2 separate regions of the Mus musculus genome follow, and region 1 is linked to region 2. Evidence: chromatin contacts called from public HiChIP or PLAC-seq data. All regions are on one chromosome and are shown on one strand. The core of a region is the stretch at or near the end of the contact, and the rest is flanking DNA. Distances in the headings are between cores, read along the strand shown.

Region 1 (4,010 bases), core at 49-2,548, 120 kb after region 2:
GGAAAATATTGGGTATTTCTCTGCTGTGGAAGGCTCTGTGCCCCCTCAACCCCCTCTTGTCTTCTTTTTCTCCTGCCTTTGTATTTCTTCCCATCCTCTCCCCTCCTGTCTTTTTTTTTAACTACTGCTCCAGCACCCCAACTCATTCCAAAGTTCAAAGCCACCAGATCCTTAAAAAATAAAATAAAGTAAAACTTTCAGTATTATCTTCATGCTGACTTTGAGCTTTAGAGTTTTGGTTTTGGGTGCTGAAAAAGAAAGAATTCAACACGAGCAGCAGCTTAGGCTAAGACACGGAGGAGGGTGCTGCTTGGAGCGAGCGTATCTGAGGGAATAGCATATGGGCTTTTGTTGAAATGTTCAGAGACCCGCTAGTTTCTGGGCCAAGGGTTAGAATGCTTGTATTGAACACTGGCTGAGCTGAGTTCATGTCTTGTACAGCATCCCCTGACACCTCAAATCCACCACTGCTTTGCTCCCCTGACCTATGCACTTGGCGATAGCTCGAAAAGTTTTCAGTCAAGTACGTACCCCGAGCCACACCGCCCACCCTAAGAAAGCAAGGGGGTTTGCATAGGAGGTGCGGAGTCTGTAGGAGTGTTGTTCCCCGTCAAAAAATTCCTGTCCCTTTTCAACAGCCTCTCCCTTACACAAGCGATAATTTCTCATGTTCCGGCGTGAGATACCGGGTACGACGGGCTTAGTCCAGACACCCTGTTCCAGTTGCCTGCGTCCACCCGTCAAGATTCTGGGGCACAGGCAAGAAAAGGGGGGGGGACCTCCCAGTGTCCCTAACTCATGAACGAGGTCATTACCTTGGCATCGGCTTGCGGGCTGTGATACTGGCGACGATGATGCTCTCGGGACGCGGAGTGGCCACTGCTTTGAAGGTCCCTTTCCAGAACTTCTCAAACAGCTGTTTCTCGCCCTGCTGCAGGCTAGCCATCCTGAAAGCCCAAGGAGCCCGGGAGCCTGGGGCGCTGTCCGAAGTGCTGAAACGTGGATTACAAACCCGATGACACGCCCTGGGCTCCGGGGCGCTGTCCGCGTGAAACCCCCAAGGGGTGGGGTGGGGAGAGATCGGAGTTCAGGGCGGGGGATGGGATAGAACGGGACGTCTCGGGTTAGGCAGGCAGCGGAGAAAGAAGGTGGTTCCCCGGCTGGGTTCACCTCTTGGCTTGGCTCTGAGCTGCGCTGGGAGCAGGCTGAGCTCCGTGTCTTCGGCGAAGCAAAGCTAGCCGGCTTTCTCTACCGCGCAGAGAACAGAGAGGAGGCGACCGGGGCGTCTGCCGTGCGTGCGCGTGTGAGCTCCGGCGCGCCCGGGTTTTGTCTCTTGCACAATGTGACGTTGGAAGGGGAGGCTGGTCGCGCGAGCTGTACTTTCCTCCCTCCCCTTCTCCGTCTCCTCCTTCCCCAGCAACCCCTCCTTCTCTGGCTCAGCCTCCCGCCGCCATCTGCATAACAAAAGCCCGCAGGTCTGAGGAGGAGAAAGGGAGGGGCGAGCGCTTGTCTCTAAGGCCCCGTGGCCACAGAGTTGCGACTCTGACCCCTCTGAGAAGCGACCCCAACACCTCAAACAGAATCAAAAAGGAGATTCTTTCTCTTAGCCCTCACCCTTCCTCCATCGTCGCAGGCCTTCCCCTCAACCCTTACATGCGCACTCCCGGGCCTGGGCCACCTCCCTATCCTTTTGCAAGACTTGGGGAGCATCTTCCATTGAGGGAGCTACTAAAAAATGCCCCACCTATCCACCCACGCCAACCTGCCTTCACCCACCCCACTTCTGGGATGGACTGCCGAGGTCTGCAAAGTGTGTGTGTGTGGGTGCCCCTATGATTTTCTTTACGCCTGGGGGGCTCTTCCACCCCCCCACCCCGAAAATGCCATTTGACGGACAATCCGTCACCAGCGCGGTTTCTCGCCATCTGTCGAGCCGGCCCCCACCCGCAGAGGGGCGCAGCGTCACATCTGTGCTTGCGGCGCTATAAAGGATATCTCTTTTGTGCCTCGCAGCCGGCCTGCTTCGCGTCCCCGCTGCCAAAGCCCTCCAAAAGAACACCCCTCCCCCACCCCCCTGAGAACCCGCAGCCTGGGTGTGAAACAACAGTCCGATTTGGCAAAGAAAGACTGAGGGGGGAAGGGGGGGGAGGGCTTCCGAGGATTACAAGTAACTTTTTGGTCTTTCCATCTTCTTCCTCCCCCCTACTCTCCCAGTCCCAGCAGAGACTCAGAATCTCAAACTCCAGATGCGCAGGCAGTAGACAACAATGTCTCCCCGTTTTGCCGTAAGGGTCTTCTTAGGGAAGATATCTTAGTGAGATTTCCCCAGCCCATTTCTCCTCTGGAGCCTTTTAATACTTGGGAGTTTCACCTACCGCCAGGGTTTAAAAGTGAAACTCCTACAAGGAGCTTCTGCTAAGTCTTACAAACCTCCAAGCACTGACACCGGGTTCCACCCTGAAGGCAGAAAAAATTCTCTAATTTTTGTTGACCTAGTAGCAGTGGGGAGCGAAGACACCCCCACCCCCACCCCCAACATCAGTGCGAACTTTGTAAGTAAGTCCTTTGTAAGAGAATAGGAGGTACACGGAGGGGGGAGCAGAGTAGGGGAGAGGAGGACAGGATGGGGCAAGAGAAGCCGGGACACAGGAACAAGGAGTGAGCGTTGGCCTGGAAGAGGCTACAGGAGGAGTTTGTGTGTGATGGCTGTGTGTGATGGCTGTGTACCGGTTTAGGAGCGCCAAGCGCTCACTCCGCAGTGACCCCTTCTGGTCAGTAACTAGAAGTGCATTTTGTTGGCTTTTAAAGGGAGTAGCAGAGATTAGGAGGTGGGATGGGGTTGGGGCTGGGAGACTTGAGGACAGAGGAAAGTAAACCAGGGAGTGAACTTTCCATGTCCTGATCCCCTGCATTCAAATTCCTCATTCTTAGATTGCGTCTAGGACCTAGCAACCCTTGGATGGCTGTCACTTTAAAAGCCATCGAGCTGTCTTCCCTCTTAGCCTTGACTATTTAAAGAGAGAGAAAAAAAAAACAGTAATCAGGTCTGGGAGAGCACTCTGGGAATAAGAGGCATACAAGACTGGAGCTAGGCAAAGTCTACAAGATGCCAATGAGCCCATGCTTCGAAGCAGACAGTGCTGTGGTTTCCAAGTTGTGTGCCTCCTCGAACAAGCTCAGGGCTTAGCACCCAGACTTTCAGCGAGTGACCTCAGTTGTTGTATTAGTAATTGTCTTGTTACTGTGAGCAAATCCCTGATAAGAAGCAAACTAGGGGACGAAGGCTTTATCTGGCTCAGGGTTTGATTGAGTCCATCATGGCGTGTGGGTTGGGGACGGGGAAAGCATAGGAACCTGATGGTCCTGTTACACCGTGGTAAGAAGCCGAGGGAGATGAAAGTTGCCGCTCATCTTTTTTGGATCCTTTTTACAAAATCTGGAACAACAGGTCCATCTCTACTCAAAGCGTGTCGGGCTATTTGTCTGACTCGCCGCTGGGATGCCCAAATGCCGCTTGAAAGCCACTCTGGGGAGGCAGAACACTGTCAGTAATAGGGCTCCCAGCCTGTGATTTCCCAGATGAGGATGTGAAACAGCGGGGTTTGGGACAGATGCTGTGGGGTTTGGGACGGATGCTGTGGGGTTTGGGACGGATGCTGTGGTTCCCTATCTGCTGTGTTCTCAGAGTTGCATCAGACCTCGGGGAGTTGGGAACAGGGGTCCATGGGTACCAGGACAGGGGTGGAATCCGGTTTGGTTTTGAGTGAATGCCAAGAGTCCGGATGGGTTGGAAGAGAGAAGGCCTTCTCTGGGAGATTTAGGTGCGAGTCTTTGTGACCAAGACCTCCCCCTCCTCAGCCCTGGGCAATCTCGATGAAGGACCTTGCTTGTCCAAACTGCTTTATTTGACGGCGGATGTGAACGTATACATCTTACTCGGGGTGAAGGAGGGATTAAATACTTTTTGCAGGAAGAAATGTCCAGGAAGGGAAGCTCACTGGCTAAACACA
Region 2 (4,366 bases), core at 505-3,004:
AGGGGCTCCAGGAACATGGCTTTCTTTGCAGAAGAAAGGTACCATGGAAGTTTTGTACTGCAAAACTTCTGAATTATAACACGTTGGCTGGGCCCACTGGCTTTGTGGACTCCCAGTCTCGAGTGTTTGTGTGCATGTCTCTAGGTGTGTGCAAGTACACTCGAGTGTGTTTAAGCATGTATGTGCATGTGTATATGGGCATTGTGTGTGTGTGTGTGCATGTGTGCATGCACGTGTGTGTATAGCAAACACCAGGTCTGAGGGCCCAAATTCCATGATTCCCTCTGTTACCCACCCAAGGTGAGGATCCCTGGATGTCCGGTTCTTCAACATGACCCTACCTCTAGGACACAACTGGGCTTTGAAATAGTGATCAAGACATTATCGTCTGCTTCTGGCTTGGCCTGTGATTGGCAGAAATCGGACAGAACACACCACCCACCCCCAAGGACCAGGAAGCAGGAGGAACTGCCTGGACTCCCTCTGCTAGCCATTCCTTGTTCCAGCCTCTCTTCTAGGCCTGGCTGGTCCCCAAACCTTCCTGAGTTCTTCCAACCAGCTCTGCTTTCTGGTTCCAGTTAGCTTTAATGGATCTCTGTTCTTCCTCGCAACTCACACTGAAGGCAGAGCTAAGACACAGATGATGTGAGCATGCTGTAGAGATGACCTGAGGTTCTTCCTGTGGTCTTTGGGCCCCTTACCCCTGCCACACCTGGGGCATCCTTGTCTGCAGAGGAGGAAGGACAGACAGTACCTGTGTCGCTTATGTTTCTTGGAGCTTTTCTTCTTCTTCTTCTTGACTGGTGATGGGCTGTAGGACGGGGACCTGCAGGGAGACAGACATATTTCCATGGGTCCCTTCTTCATAATACTTCAGTTTTTGGGGGGGACCATATACAGGACCAACCCACATACTGATAGTAGCTTGCATTTGTGTTGGATATTATGTGCCCTACACTTAAGTAGATATAATTGCTATTCTCCTTTTCCAGACCCCCTCCCCCCCAAAAAAAAGTGAGATTCAGAGAGGTAAAGTGATCTGCCCAAAGACACGCAGCCCAGACAGGGATGGTATGGGATTCAAACAGAGTTCTCTCTATCCCGGAGGTTTGTTCATTATAACAGCATCAGTCAATGGCTATCCTCTTAGTTAAATCAATCTAAAGGGCTTTCTTGGTCTCATCCGTGGCTTTCCTCCAAAACCTCTGCCTCTTCTGTATTCCGTGGTCTGTTCTCTGCTATCTCTGGGGTAAGCCTGTGTCCCTAACATCATAGCATGGGTGAAGCCACCAAGGGGCACCTGGGAAACAGTTACCCTCCCTGGGGCCATGGGGTTGACTCAGCCTGACCTACAGGCTCAGGCCCCTGAGGGAATCATAGCTTGTCTCCAACAGGCTAGCAAGAGGCTGAAACTCAGGTCCAGTGTGAGCCTCTTTAAGAGGGTAGATGTAGGAATCAGGCTTCCTGCAGACAGTTAGGAGAGGTGAGGACTGAGGAGAGCAAGCAGTGGCCTCTCAGAGGGGGCGGGGGGTTCCCTCTGAGAGAGTGCAGCCCCAATTTTCCACAGCGTGCGCTGTTTCCTCCTCTATCTTCTGCACACTTCGAAAATCGGGAAACTCGAGTCCACCCCCTACCTTACAATGGCTGGGTCACTGGGTGTCACCGCACTCCCCCTTCGCCCCATCTGGGCCGGTCCTTAAACTAAGCAGATGATGGAGAAACCCCTGCAAACCTGGGGCCCAGGTTTGAGCGGCTCAGCATTGCTCTCTGCTGCCCCCTGCAGGCGTTTATAAACACCGCCCGGGAGATTTGGTGCGATCCCCTGTAGCCAAACTTAAATTCTACACAGGTTTTTTTTTTTTTTTTTAAACTGGAAGTTGACAAGGGAATCCGGAAATATTTTTTAAAAATAAAAAACTTATTAAAAGACGTGTGTCTACCAAGACATTCACGAGGCCTAAAAGAGCCATGCGCTGGTAGTAATATGAGATACTAACCCTGGGTCAAGAGAGAATCCTAGGAATAAAGTCCAAGGTAGATTCTGTCATCCCATCCTGGGAGCCTTTATCATTCATCTCTGAAATGGGCATAATATTTCCCTTGCGGAGTGAGGCCAGGAGCGAAAGAAAGGTTGTACCAAGGTGCTGCGCACAAGCCCCTGCACACCATACGCTACAGCCATCCCAGTTCAACATCTGCTATAATAACTGCTTCATATTAATTGGTCATACATGATTGCTAAACACCGTGTCAGCTGCCTCCATATTTCCCTCCGCCTTTTCCTCTTTGTATCTCAGGCTGACCTAGAATGCACCATGTGACTCGGGCTGGCTTCAAACTCACAGCAATCCTCCTGCCTCAGACTCCCAAGTGCTATGACAGGCAGGAGCCACCATACCCAGGGACTTTTCTCAGCTAATTCTCGAAAATTCCAAGAGGCTGTCCAAAATTACTATCATTTTAACAAGAAGGTGGGAGAAAGAAGCCACAAAAAGTGAAGTCTAAGGTCCCACAGGCAGCTAAGAGGCCGAGAAGGGATTTGAACCCAAGGTGGAGTCACAGTTGGACTTATTACTCCTTTTCTGTCTCTTCTCCTGTCTGAGTCTTTGAAATCTCATCTCTCGTCAGGATCCTTACCTCCTCCTCTTTTTCCTGGTTGATTTCTTCTTTTTCTTTTTCCCCCTGGAGGAAGGTGGTGGTGTCGGGTCTCTGTCTTGAGAGGCACTGTGAGAAAGGAAAAGCCAGGTATGAGAGAGTCCGTTGGCTCCTGGGCTGTCACAGCCAGAGAAAGGGAAAGGACCCAGGACCCACGGTGAACATCTCATTGTCACCTCATGGCTGATTCGGTCACACCTCAGATTAAAAGTCTCAGAGACTTAATGCATGCCTAATGAGACAGACACTGTAGTTACCCAAACACCAATTGATTATTTAAAACAAGGTTTATAGGGGTTAACTGCCCCTTAATAGATTTATTATTGAATTTGCAAATGGTTCACCTCGGTAAATAAATCACTTTAAAAATAATGAGTTGGCAGTCCAACCCACTCTCTTCCCAGTCCACCCCGTCTATACTTCCTGCTGTAAATTTCAGGAGGCAGAAGCTGCATTAAGTAGATGCCGATTATTAAAAGTGTATTTGCTCGGGTCTAATGTAACAAGATACATATCTTACATCGCTTCGCAGAACCTCAAAAAACTCCACTGCTCTTCAGGAATAATTATTTCCCGTTCAATTAAATTCAAACGCACAGGCTGCAGTTAAATGAAGTCAAGTTATCTCCTTTTATAATTGGGGCAGGCTCCCGGGATTAAAAAAAGAAGAAAAAGAAGAACGCTATCCTATAGCAAAGAGAAACGGTTGCGGATTGAAATTGCTTGAGAACAGAAGTGTGGGAGCCCAGTTCACCTTTACTGGAACAGCTAGGAGTCTTCTTATTATTTTAGTAGCAACCAAACCAGCACTGGTATGCTTATTACAAACAGAGTTTTATATATCATGATACACAGTATTTAGAAGGCAGGGCATACGGAGGCCAGAGGGAAACTTCGGGTTTTGTGCATCAGATATCACCGCTGGTTTGTTTGTTTGTTTGTTTCACTAACTTTTATTTCTTCTTTTCTTTTTTTTTTTTTTCTTTCTGAGACAGGATCTCATTTTGTAAACCTGGCTGTCCTGAAACTTGCTATGTAAACCAGAGCTCTACCGTGCCTCTGCCTCCAAAGTCCTCATAACACAGTCTAGGGGGGTCTTTATCCGGTTCGTTTTCTCTGCCGATTAAATAACTAAAAGGCAGGACAAACCTCAAGCACAACAGATGGTAGTGGAGAAATCTCCAATCTACAGACAGCAGCAGCAGACAGAATCAGCCGTTGAGGACAGGCATTTATCTGGGGGAGGGGGCATACACAGAGAAAGATGCTCTGTGAAGCCGTCACCACCATGGTTTTGAGACAGGACTCTCACTGGCCTGGAACTCACCAAGTAGGTGAGGCTGGCTGACAAATGGCAGAGACCTCCTGTCTCCTGTTCCCCAATGCTGGGATCACAGGGTGGGCCACTGCACCTCAGTCTTTGGTTTCTTAAATCCAGCCCCTGGGATTGAACTCTGGTCTTTATACTTACTAGTCAGGACACTTGGTTGAGAAAGCTCTTCTCTGCCCTTCTTGTCATTTTATTTCACAGGTGAGGAAAGTCGAGCTCACTCACCGGTGGCCACACAGGCAGCAATCACTTAAGCTGGGATTTGAACCTGTGTGCTTCCTGCTCTGAGAGTGGCCTCACAAAAACCCTGCTGCCTTCTAGAGCCATTTGGGCAGACAGTCCGATGGCAATGGCCCAACTCATTAAACACCATAAAACTCT

What was found. HiChIP or PLAC-seq counts read pairs in DNA pulled down with a chosen protein or histone mark.
Region 1: a contact with region 2 is called in an H3K4me3 HiChIP or PLAC-seq map of embryonic forebrain, with 4 times the contacts expected there. The contact joins the promoter of Srrm4 here to the enhancer-like site in region 2. A contact is called at or near these places in 11 of 484 Hi-C or Micro-C datasets (the AtT-20 cell line, the N1E-115 cell line, brain and 7 more), 6 of 115 datasets of contacts at active chromatin or transcription factors (embryonic forebrain, embryonic hindbrain, embryonic midbrain and 3 more) and 3 of 9 other capture datasets (adipose tissue, liver and pancreatic islet).

Annotation. Positions count from the first base shown.
Region 1 is chr5:116,590,519-116,594,528 of GRCm38.p6, forward strand. It overlaps Srrm4 (serine/arginine repetitive matrix 4), which reads right to left and starts at 1,299. Exons shown (of 13, transcript NM_026886.3): 1 at 816-1,299. The coding sequence starts at 946.
Region 2 is chr5:116,474,422-116,478,787 of GRCm38.p6, forward strand. It overlaps Srrm4 (serine/arginine repetitive matrix 4), which reads right to left. Exons shown (of 13, transcript NM_026886.3): 3 at 2,638-2,724; 4 at 755-826. Among named protein-coding and RNA genes, the nearest start is that of Srrm4os, 38 kb to the left of the region's middle. Within about 2 kb of position 1,755, at least 3 of the 459 cell types and tissues checked have an H3K27ac peak or open chromatin away from gene starts, as enhancers often do.